Regions from separate parts of the Rattus norvegicus genome. Here region 2 is linked to region 1. A link is a contact called in public Hi-C data. All regions are on one chromosome and are shown on one strand. The core of a region is the stretch at or near the end of the contact, and the rest is flanking DNA. Distances in the headings are between cores, read along the strand shown. Region 1 has its middle 59 kb from the start of Serp2. Region 2 overlaps LOC102546462 (a long non-coding RNA gene).

What was found. A called contact is a pair of places that touch in the nucleus more often than the background predicts.
Region 2: a contact with region 1 is called in a Hi-C map of liver, with 2.2 times the contacts expected there. The contact joins two enhancer-like sites.

The regions. Positions count from the first base shown.
Region 1 is chr15:58,369,763-58,374,816 of GRCr8, forward strand. No RefSeq gene overlaps it. Among named protein-coding and RNA genes, the nearest start is that of Serp2, 59 kb to the left of the region's middle. Within about 2 kb of position 2,154, at least 17 of the 93 cell types and tissues checked have an H3K27ac peak or open chromatin away from gene starts, as enhancers often do. A contact at or near this core is called in liver, where this site is marked.
Region 2 is chr15:58,486,652-58,491,705 of GRCr8, forward strand. The region is part of intron 1 of LOC102546462 (a long non-coding RNA gene); the gene reads left to right. Among named protein-coding and RNA genes, the nearest start is that of Serp2, 180 kb to the left of the region's middle. Within about 2 kb of position 3,145, at least 10 of the 93 cell types and tissues checked have an H3K27ac peak or open chromatin away from gene starts, as enhancers often do. A contact at or near this core is called in liver, where this site is marked.

The sequences.
Region 1 (5,054 bases), core at 904-3,403:
CTCTGGAGGTGGACACTGTGGAATTCCCAAATACTCAGGTGTAGTCACCTGTCATGGTTCTGAGTGACTCCCTAACCTCAAAGGACAGGGTTGCTAGAGGCTACTATGCTCAGCTGCACATGGGAAGCACACTGTGGACAAAGCCCCAAAGAGGAATCCCTAAATTACATGGGTGGTGGCTGCACCGGAGGAAGTGATTAATCTCCCACAAGGAGAGTTTTGAAAGTGATTGCCTTGATTCTGATGATTAAACTGTGATGTAATTGTCTGAAAAAAAATGAAAAATAGATACATGTTTTAGCACATCACTAGGTACTAAAATTACACTGGTCAGGGATATGGGGTGTGCCTAAAAGGGGTGGGACTTGGGATAGCTAACACTATGATTCCATGGTAGACAAGAGTCAGCGTGAGAGACCGAAGGGGCCAGAGACTTATTGCTACAGGTCTCCTCCTTGCCAATCTACTAGGGTTTGACTTCCTAAAGATGTTTCCAGAACCTATCCAAAATACCAGCATCTGGAGATGAAGACCCTGACCCACGAGCCTGGGAAGGACATTTCATAGTCAAACCATAGCCGCATCTACGTGAGGTACTGCGGACAGCAGAAGAAAACTTCCAGAGACAAATAACAGCTGTGAGCCCCTCAAATCTCAGCATCCAGGAAAGGGGGTGCCATGTAGTGACACCTCTGGCAGAACACCTCTGCACATGCATGGTGCCAGTGTTCGCTCTTTGTGCCTACGCTTGCCTGGCTCCTTGGTCCTTGAGAAGACATGGTTCCCTCCAGTTGAGCTGTCTTTAGCCTCCCCAGTATGGGGGGAGCCCTCTCCTCAAATACTGCAGGTACTTTATCCTCCGATGGGAGCCAGGTTTCATTTACCTCTTGTTTCCTGTTGGCACCAAGTGTGGTGGCTGGTACCTAGGTCTCCATAGCCAGTGTACACCGAATGTCCAAAGATGCTTCAGCTGCAAATCCATGTGTTCTGTGCGTTGTCTGCCAAGCACTCTTGGGTTATCAGACCCTAGCTCTGCGGTGTCCTTTGTGATCGTTTTTTTCCTCCGAGAATGAAGATAACCTTTTCTGTGTCCCTTTGTGTGCGTCTAGCACAGGTTCCCACAGTAAAACAGTTGTAGCAATTCCATCTAGGAGGCACCGGGCTGCCTGTGTCTAGCTTCCCAGATCAATGCCAGGCCTGTGAATTTAGGCCTGGAGTGCTGTATTTGACGTGCTTATGAACGCATGCATCTGCTGAGCTGTGGCCTGTGGCCAGGCTGCAATTCTGAGCCTGCCTTCTGGACTGTGTTTTTGAGAAGCCCAGCGGAGGAAACCTTGCCAATCGTTCCCGGAGAGCAAGACACCACGGAACTTGCTTTGTGGAACCTTCTTTTGTCCTTAAAGGCGCCCAGAGATTGTCTCTACTAGCACGCTGAACAGGGACACACGCTCGGCTCTAAAGGGCTTGAAAAGGAAGCATTGCACCGTGGCCCGTGACTTGCAAGCCTTAGCTTGTGGGTGTTTGGGTGAAGAATGGTGGGTTCAGAAAGGAGTTTGTCTTCTGGCCAAGGACAGCATTTTTTCTGTTCTTTTGAAAGAATTACCCAGGACAGCATGTGCTGTATCATGCTCGGCCACCTGATACATCGTAGGCAGCTTGGATTCATGCCTGACCCTGTCCAAGCCTGATTCCCTTGGACCGGTTACCGGTGCGTGGATCTCAGAAGCCTCTGTTGTTGATGTGACAACCCAGGGCTTTTATGCTCATCCTTAGAGATGGGCTGAGGATCCTGCCATGCAACTTAATGGAATGAGTCAAGTTTTAAAACAATAGTTAATTCTGATGTTTTCTCCATGTGAGGGTCTGCATGCGGTCTGGCATTTTCTTTGAGCTAAGCTAATTTGCTGGCCAGAGACAACCAGGTATTAAGCATAGGCAGCCTGGGTGCCCATTTGAGACCAGTGCTATCGGTGATGCTGGAAGTAAGTCTGGACATGCAGACTTGCTTAAGTTAAGCAAGGGTCATGGTTAAGTCCCTTTGTGAATAGCTGGTGCCAGACTCTTCCCTGGCTCTTCATTCCGGTTCATACTGGATGCAATCAGCCAGCAGCCAGAGTCAGCCTACAGTACCTGCCTTGTTTTTCCTTTGCCCTTTGCCCTTTGCTTCTTGTTCTCCACAGGGCTCACCAAGCCTCTGGCTGTCTACCTCTAAGTAAACCAAGGCACTGGTTAAGATGACTTCATTTTCTGAAAATTCCCGTTTTGGCTCGGCCTGCGTTTCTTGATTTATACTCGTTAATTTCCTCTGACTTGGCTAGCTCGTATTCCCTTGGACATATGATCTTTATGAATAAAACATCCAAGGGCCAAATGTTTTCCTGTGACGACTCCACGTGACACTCCTGAGAGCTGACCTAAAGCACAGAGCAGGGTGGGTGATTCTCAAGCTGGGGACCTGGAAACAGCTGTGGCGTCCTGGGGAAAGCCTCGAGTCCAGACTTCCTTCAGCGTGTCTCCCCCTTTAGCTAAATCTTCAACCAAGCACACAGCTCTCCTGCTTTTTTTTAAACATGACATACTGTGTGCTGCTTGTATTCCTAGTCTTGGTGTCTCTGTCTGTTAGAGGATTGTACAGCACTGTCCCATGCTGCCAGGCACGGTCGTGTGAGTTTTGGCATCCCTCACTCTGGTGGAAAGATTGTATTCCTGCTCTATTAACGTCAGCCTTGGCTATGAGATTTGCTGGGGCTGGCAGAAATGAGTACAGGGAACTGTGCCACCATTGTCAAGGCGCTTTCAAAGTCATAACACGGCCCCCTGTCTCTCTTTCTCTTTCCTGTTGGGTCTTAGAATGAAGGAGGGTTTTTAGAAAAGCTGTAGCTTAGCCATTGGTTTCATAAGATGTCAACCTTGGTTGAGGTAAACGCTGAAAGGTTCAGGTTGTCTGTTATTGCAACGCCATCTGAACAGTACAGTTGGCAACGGTGCAGTCCGCCTGATGGGCCTTTCCGTGAGAGGTATTTGAGAGGAGAACTTAAAAATATATCTATCTATATCTACAACATACCAGATACTGTGTCCTGTACGGGCCATACATATACTTGTATATGTCACAGGCCTTGTCCTCTAAAGAGCCCATGTAGAAGAGACAGAAATTTCTATTAAAAATGATGTCAGGGGGTTGGGGATTTAGCTCAGCGGTAGAGCGCTTGCCTAGCGAGCGCAAAGCGCTGGGTTCGATCCCCAGCTCCGAAAAAAAAGAAAAGAGAGAGAAAAAAAAAAAAAGAAAAAAGAAAAAAAATGATGTCAGTAAGATTTGATCTCTTCCAGAAAACTCTGAAAAAACAATTAAAAGAGCAAACCTGGGCAGCGGTGTTGGTGCTGAGCAGCTGGGTGACCCATCACTGTCGGAGTGGCTCCTTTTTACGCAGCTAAGCCTTACAGATAGAAACGGCCTATGCAGAGCTGGGGATGGCTCAGTTGGCACAGGGCTTGCCTGCTATGGGTAGAGCCCTGTGCTTGATCCCATATGAGCTGGGAGTGGTGGTGCTCACCTGGGAGTGGAGGTGCTCACCTGGGAGGGGTGGTGCTCACCTGAGAGTGGTGGTGCTCACCTGGGGGTGGCGGTGCTCACCTGGGAGTGGTGGTGCTCACCTGGGAGTGGTGGTGCTCACCTGGGAGGAGTGGCGGTGCTCACCTGGGAGTGGTGGTGCTCACCTGGGAGGAGTGGTGGTACTCACCTGGGAGTGGTGGTGCTCACCTGGGAGGAGTGGTGGTGCTCACCTGGGAGGAGTGGTGGTGCTCACCTGGGAGTGGTGGTGCTCACCTGGGAGTGGTGGTGCTCACCTGGGAGTGGTGGTGCTCACCTGGGAGGAGTGGTGGTGCTCACCTGGGAGTGGTGGTGCTCACCTGGGAGGAGTGGTGGTGCTCACCTGGGAGGAGTGGTGGTGCTCACCTGAGAGTGGTGGTGCTCACCTGGGAGGAGTGGTGGTGCTCACCTGGGAGTGGTGGTGCTCACCTGGGAGGAGTGGAGGTGCTCACCTGAGAGTGGTGGTGCTCATCTGGGGGTGGCGGTGCTCACCTGGGAGTGGTGGTGCTCACCTGGGAGTGGTGGTGCTCACCTGGGAGGAGCGGTGGTTCTCACCTGGGAGTGGTGGTGCTCACCTGGGAGTGGCGGTGCTCACCTGGGAGTGGTGGTGCTCCCCTGGGAGTGGAGGTGCTCACCTATCATCCCAGTACCCCAGAGGCAGCGGCAAGAGGATCAGTTTGAAGCCAGCCTGGTAGACCTAAGATCCCGTCTCAAAGCAAACCCCAAACCATTTTCAGGCCCCAGTACTCACACTTGATTTCAGTCGTTCTGGTTGTTTGTAAGTGTACAAGTAGTCAAAGCCGTAACAGCAAGTTTCCTAGGAACAAGATTCCATGTTGTGTAGCATGATAGCCCCTGACAGTCAGTATGGTTTGTCCTGGGAAATGCAGCTGCTTCTAAACTTCTAGAATGGGGTTACCCGATAATTCGTGGAGATTCATGATGCCCCTGCTCTAATCCAGGATAGCTGGGTTAGAAAGAATCCCACTCATAGGACTTCATTGGGGACAGCAACGGGAGGATGCAAGGTATCCTGGGGACCTGGAAAGGCTCCAAGACAGTATTGCTCCACCCCTCCTCTCTGTCACTCACGGAGCATAGTCCAGGCTTTACTCTTGAAGTTGCCTTTGGTGACGGCCTCTGGAACTTTCTCCTTCAGTCTCCTCTGATTCTGGCTGGTCCCCGTGCTGACTGGGCCCTTCTCTACGTGACCGTTACGGTTCATTTTATGTGTCAACTGCCCAAACTGGTAAACAGACACTGTTCCAGGTTTCTGCAGAGTGTTTTGTATCAGTGCTACAGTTTAGGATGGGAGTGTCTCCTGAGGGATAATGTGTTAAAGGTTTGGTCTCCAGCCACTTGGAGGTAGAGTTGAACTCTTAAGAGGTAAGGCATTGCCAGAGGAAGTTAAGTCATTGGCCGAATGCCCTTGGAAGGGGATATGAGGACTCGGGTTCTTCTAGTC
Region 2 (5,054 bases), core at 1,895-4,394, 120 kb after region 1:
ACAAAACACACGTCTGAAAAATGATTGATATCTGAAGTCTCAAAACTGAACTGTATAGAACTCAAATGTTGTGTCAAAAAACAGGAGGACATTGCCCCCAGAAAACACACAAAGAACAGCAAACACATATGAAGGTGTCCGCATTAGCAGCCACTGGAGAAATGAAATTCAGAGCCACGCTGAGACATCATCACACACCTCTCCATGTAGCAAAATAAACAAAGTCTCATGGCAATATCCACGGGTGAATATCCACGGGCAAACAAAACTACACCTGGGACACAGAACTGTGTTCAGTAATAAGCAGATGAAGCCAAAGATTCAGGAGGCAACCTGCATCTGTCGCCAGGACTACACAGAGTAGGGGGGAAAATCAGAGCGAAATGAAACATCAAACCCCAAATTACATACCCCACAATTTCATTTCTACAACATTGTTTTGAAATGACAAATGTACGGGAATTGAGGCTGGATTAGTGGTTTCCATGGTCACGGATTTTGAGGAGAGACATAATAAGAGAGTGTAGCCATGGATGAAGAGCAACACCAGGAATCGCATCAGTAGCTTGGCTGTGACGTGCTGTGACACAGTTTCAAAGGATGCAGTCATCAGAGGAAACTGAGTAAAGGGTCTGTATTATTTCTTACAACTGCATGTAAATACAACAATGGCTCCTTAAAGTTTAATCAAGGTAGCCTAAATACAGCTTTAAAATGGGTCATTATAATTTTTACATTTACTTGTGTGTTTTCTGTGGGGATGGACTGTGCTGGGAAGGGTGGAGGTGTGCTCCCGTAATACTGTGTACTTGTGGCTATTGGAGGACAACTTGCAGGAGTTGTTTCTGCCCTTCCACAATGGTGATCCTGGGGATGGAAATCAGAGCAGATCTTCACACTTGGTGGCCAATGTCTTTACCTGTTTGGTCCATCTAAATTAAAAGGTGGACCTGATAGCATATATGTGCAATCTTGGCACTTGGGTGGTTGAAGGCAGGAGGATTGCTAGTTCTAGATTAGCCTGGGCTACATGCATAATAAACCCCTAACCTTGGGAAAAATCTATTTAATATATATTACAAAGGATAAGCTATGGTATAATCATGGAGAAAAGAACAGACAACTCAGTTGACAAATGAATAAAAACTACTTATAAGTCAGACTTATAAGAAATGCAAATATCAATGTAGTAATGCAAATAGGAGTATGACTGTGACTCAGTTTTACCCTTGGTTTATCATCTTACAAACTACAGACATTCAAAACATGTCTGCTCATCAGTTGGATAAATCTATCTTTCTCAAGGCGTCTTTTATGAGAAGTGGTTGAGTTGGAGGGGCAATGAAGAAAACTCACGTTTATTAGGCACCTTCCATATACCAGACATGAACTACATACTTTACATGACAGTAAATAAACAAATGGAAGGCTCCTCCCATGCCTCTTTCTTCCCCTTCCTTTTTTACATTCCCCAGGAATTGAACCTTACACAAGTAAGGGTTCCACCAATGGCAGATCCTCAGGCTTCATTTTGACTTTCTGAGACAGGGTCTTACTGGCCATTCAGAACAGGTTGGAACTCATGCTGAAGCCAGGGCAGGTCTCCAGCTTGTGGTTGTCCCTGCTTCTACCTCTAAAGAAGCTGGGATTTACACGTTTGTCCCAATAGGGTTGGCTCACAGTGTTTCTTACATTATGGGTTATTTTATTTCTTAAGAGCAAAGTAACAATCATAGGCAAAGCACACTAGGCTGAAGTAACTTAACAGGGCTGACCTGGAACACAAAAGTTGTTCTATGAAATCATCCAGAATCCTGTAAACGAAGAGACAGCATCTTAGAGTGGATCACCAGCACAGAAAGTTCTCAGTTGTGCAACCTCTGCAGAGGGGTGTCTAGCATTATTGTCTTATCCATGAGATCATTTTTCTTCTTTTAAAAGATGAAGTATGGAGAATGCAGGAGGGCTAGGAATAGACTCTGAGTGTGATATCTTCCCCAGCTCAAGTCTTTGATATACGAGCTGCTCTAGAGCCAGACCACCTGGGCCAAGGTGTGTCCACCCTGAAGTGTGGGTCAAATTCAATGCCTGTTTTCAGTGCTTCTGTGCTAATACATGTCTATATATATGATGGTCAGTTTAATTTTTTTTTAAGTACAGGGGAAGGGGGGTTACTAATTCCTCATTTGACTCCATTCTCACCAGAAGAACCTGATAGTCTGATATTTTCTGGATGCCCTTATGTGGTTAAGATACAGTGCTTTCTTTTTCCCTCAGACTAGAATCATCTTCAGAGAATTTTTTGTCCTTTTTGGCCTCTGTCAGTTGCTTAGTACAGCACTGGTACACAAGTAAATAGAGGAAACACACGTGGAGTAACTCCATACAGATAAAAGTAGTGATGTTTAAGTCTTGGCTCTTGCATTCCTGGGAGACCAGAGAAACTATACTTCATATTTTCCCTCTGCAAAATGGGAATAGAAACAACGCCTCCCACTGCATGGGGCTCTGGTGCAGAGGAAGTTGGTAGGCGAGGTGAGCTGAGACCAGGCAGTATTTGACTTGTCTCATTTACTCCCCGTGACTTGGCTTCCTGGTGAAGGGTTAGTGTGACCTCACCTCTCCATCAACACCATTTAGGAGACTGATAAAAAGAAAATTGCTAGGAAGGTTTCTGGAAAGTTCTATTTATAGAGACATACCTAAATGGACAAAGACAGTAACTATGAATAGCATCTTTTGCATGAGAAGGTGAAACCTGTGCTGGTGCCACTGTGGCCTTTACTCCTCTGGAGGGACTTCATACTCCTGTTTGTTCTGTAACAATGCAAGTCATGCCCCATGTGAAGTATTTGATACAAACTGAATCTGAGAGCTTCCTGCTCAGCTGGGCCATGAATCTACTGTCGTCTCCCATCACTGGGTGTTAGTTACTCCAGTTGAGTAGGCATAAAATACATGCTATGTAAATTAATAGCAGTAGGTACAACAGTCTGGGAGTTGCACAAGACCTCAGTTTGGGAGAGCTAATATTGTGCAATCATTTCCCATAAATCTTTCTCTCTCACTCCAAGTTTACGTCTGTCAATGAATCAGCATGCTCTCCATGCTAAGCCAGGTCTGGCAGGGCAGAGGCAGCCACATGGCTAGTCTCTGTCTCTGAATTTGGCACCATGACACCATCTGGCTGGATCCTGAATCCTATGAGGAGGCTGCCTGAGATGCATCTCCAGTCATTCCTTATGGCCCTGCTTTCTTCCCACTTTCTTGCCACCAGGAGAGTTTTGGTGATTGGTAGGCATTCTTCTTTGTTCCATTATGCCTCTTCCTCACTGCCTCAACCCCCTCGATTTTATAAGCTCTGCTCAGTGAGTTCCAAGGGCTAAAGCTGGCAAGAAAACAGCCTACATCTCAACTTGTGGAAAATAGCAGCCTTTCCTTCCAGACCCGTGTTTGGCAGTTGTTCTGTGGTTAGGCTAACATGTAATACTTCTGTGGTTTGCTATACTACATGGGTTTCTACACACATGACAGAGGTCCTAGCATTCGCAGCCAGATCCTTATGGGTGTGGTACACTCATCATTCACATGTATCTTCTATGTCCCAGAGTTTCCAAACATCCTAGAAAGACCCAGCTCAGGGAGGTGGCAGGAGGTGGCCCACTTTGTTCTCCCATATTTGCTTCTCACTTGTTTTGAAGAATTGGGGTTCTTACACTGGTATTTTCTCCATGCCCCAATTGGGCTCCTGTCCTCCTGCCCCTAAGAAGGCTCTTCCAAGAAGATATATAGGTTGAGTGTGGGCGTGTGTATCCACTGTGATGACTCCCTTGCTCAAAAAGCAGTCTTAGGGGCCACACTGGGAGTCTACTCAGTCAGCCTTGGAAGACAAAGATGATGAAAGTCATAGACAAAGAACATTCTAGACTGAGCTCTGAGAGCTTGTCATGTTCTCTTGATTGGATTCCTTCATTTGCTGCTTCTCTCTAGAGACATTACCTCTCAGACTCTTAAGTGTTAGAGACCGAGCTTCCAGTTATTTTTGACAAGTTCCGATAATCAAGTGGCTCCCTGGACATGATTTGCATCAAACACTTTGTGCCTGGCATGGCCTGTATTGTCACGGAACAAGCAGGAATGCAAAGTCCCTTGGGGGATGGTGGGAGAGGGCTGCAGTGGTGACTACGAAGGTCTTGCCTGCATATGCAGAAGAGGCAACTTATAATTACTGTGTTTGCCCATTTAAATGTGTCATCATAAATAGAGCTTTCCAGAAAAACCTTGCAAAAAATATATTTTTTAATCAGTCTCCTAAAAGGCATTGACTGACAGAAAGTTGAGTTTGTATTAACCTTTTACCAGAAGTCAAGGCAATGGCTGACAGATCAGACAAGTGAGGTGTTAATGAGGTTGGGAGACAGAGATAAATGCTATTATGTGGACTCTTTCACCAAACACCTGTCTCCTCCCCCACTCACAGTGAGCGGCTTTGGCAAAGAGACTGGATAATTCAGGTAAGACGTGTTTGTATTCTGGTTGCTAAGGAGATGGTGAACCTGTTTGCTTAGCTCAAAGCATAGGCGTGTTAGGTAAGCGCACTGCCCTTTAGATCTGGGACCATTACCGAATCTCTGCATTCCTGTTCTAAAGGCACGCTGAGTCTATTTGTGGCATGTTCCATTCTCTCAGATTTCCCTCATCTCTGTCGGTTTTTACACCTGCAAAAAATGCTGGCACAAAAAAACTGAAATCCAAGGGAGACTTTCCTGTGTTCGCTAGTCACTGAATATCAGACAGCGCCAAGCAAGGAGAGAATTCACAGCTCACTCTGCTCCTAGTACTGAACTGTGAGATGGGCAGAGACTTCCTCATCCAGGGGATCAGCTGGTCCAAAGGACTAGTGACCAAAGCAGAGGAAAGCGGCTGCAGAAGGGTTAAGTGAAAGGAGATTGGGAGCCCAGGAAGAATGTGCTTGCCCTGACAGTAAAGAAAACCCTTAGCATAGATGTTGGTTTCCTAAGAGGCCTGTTGGATGGTGGCTACTTATGTCCAAG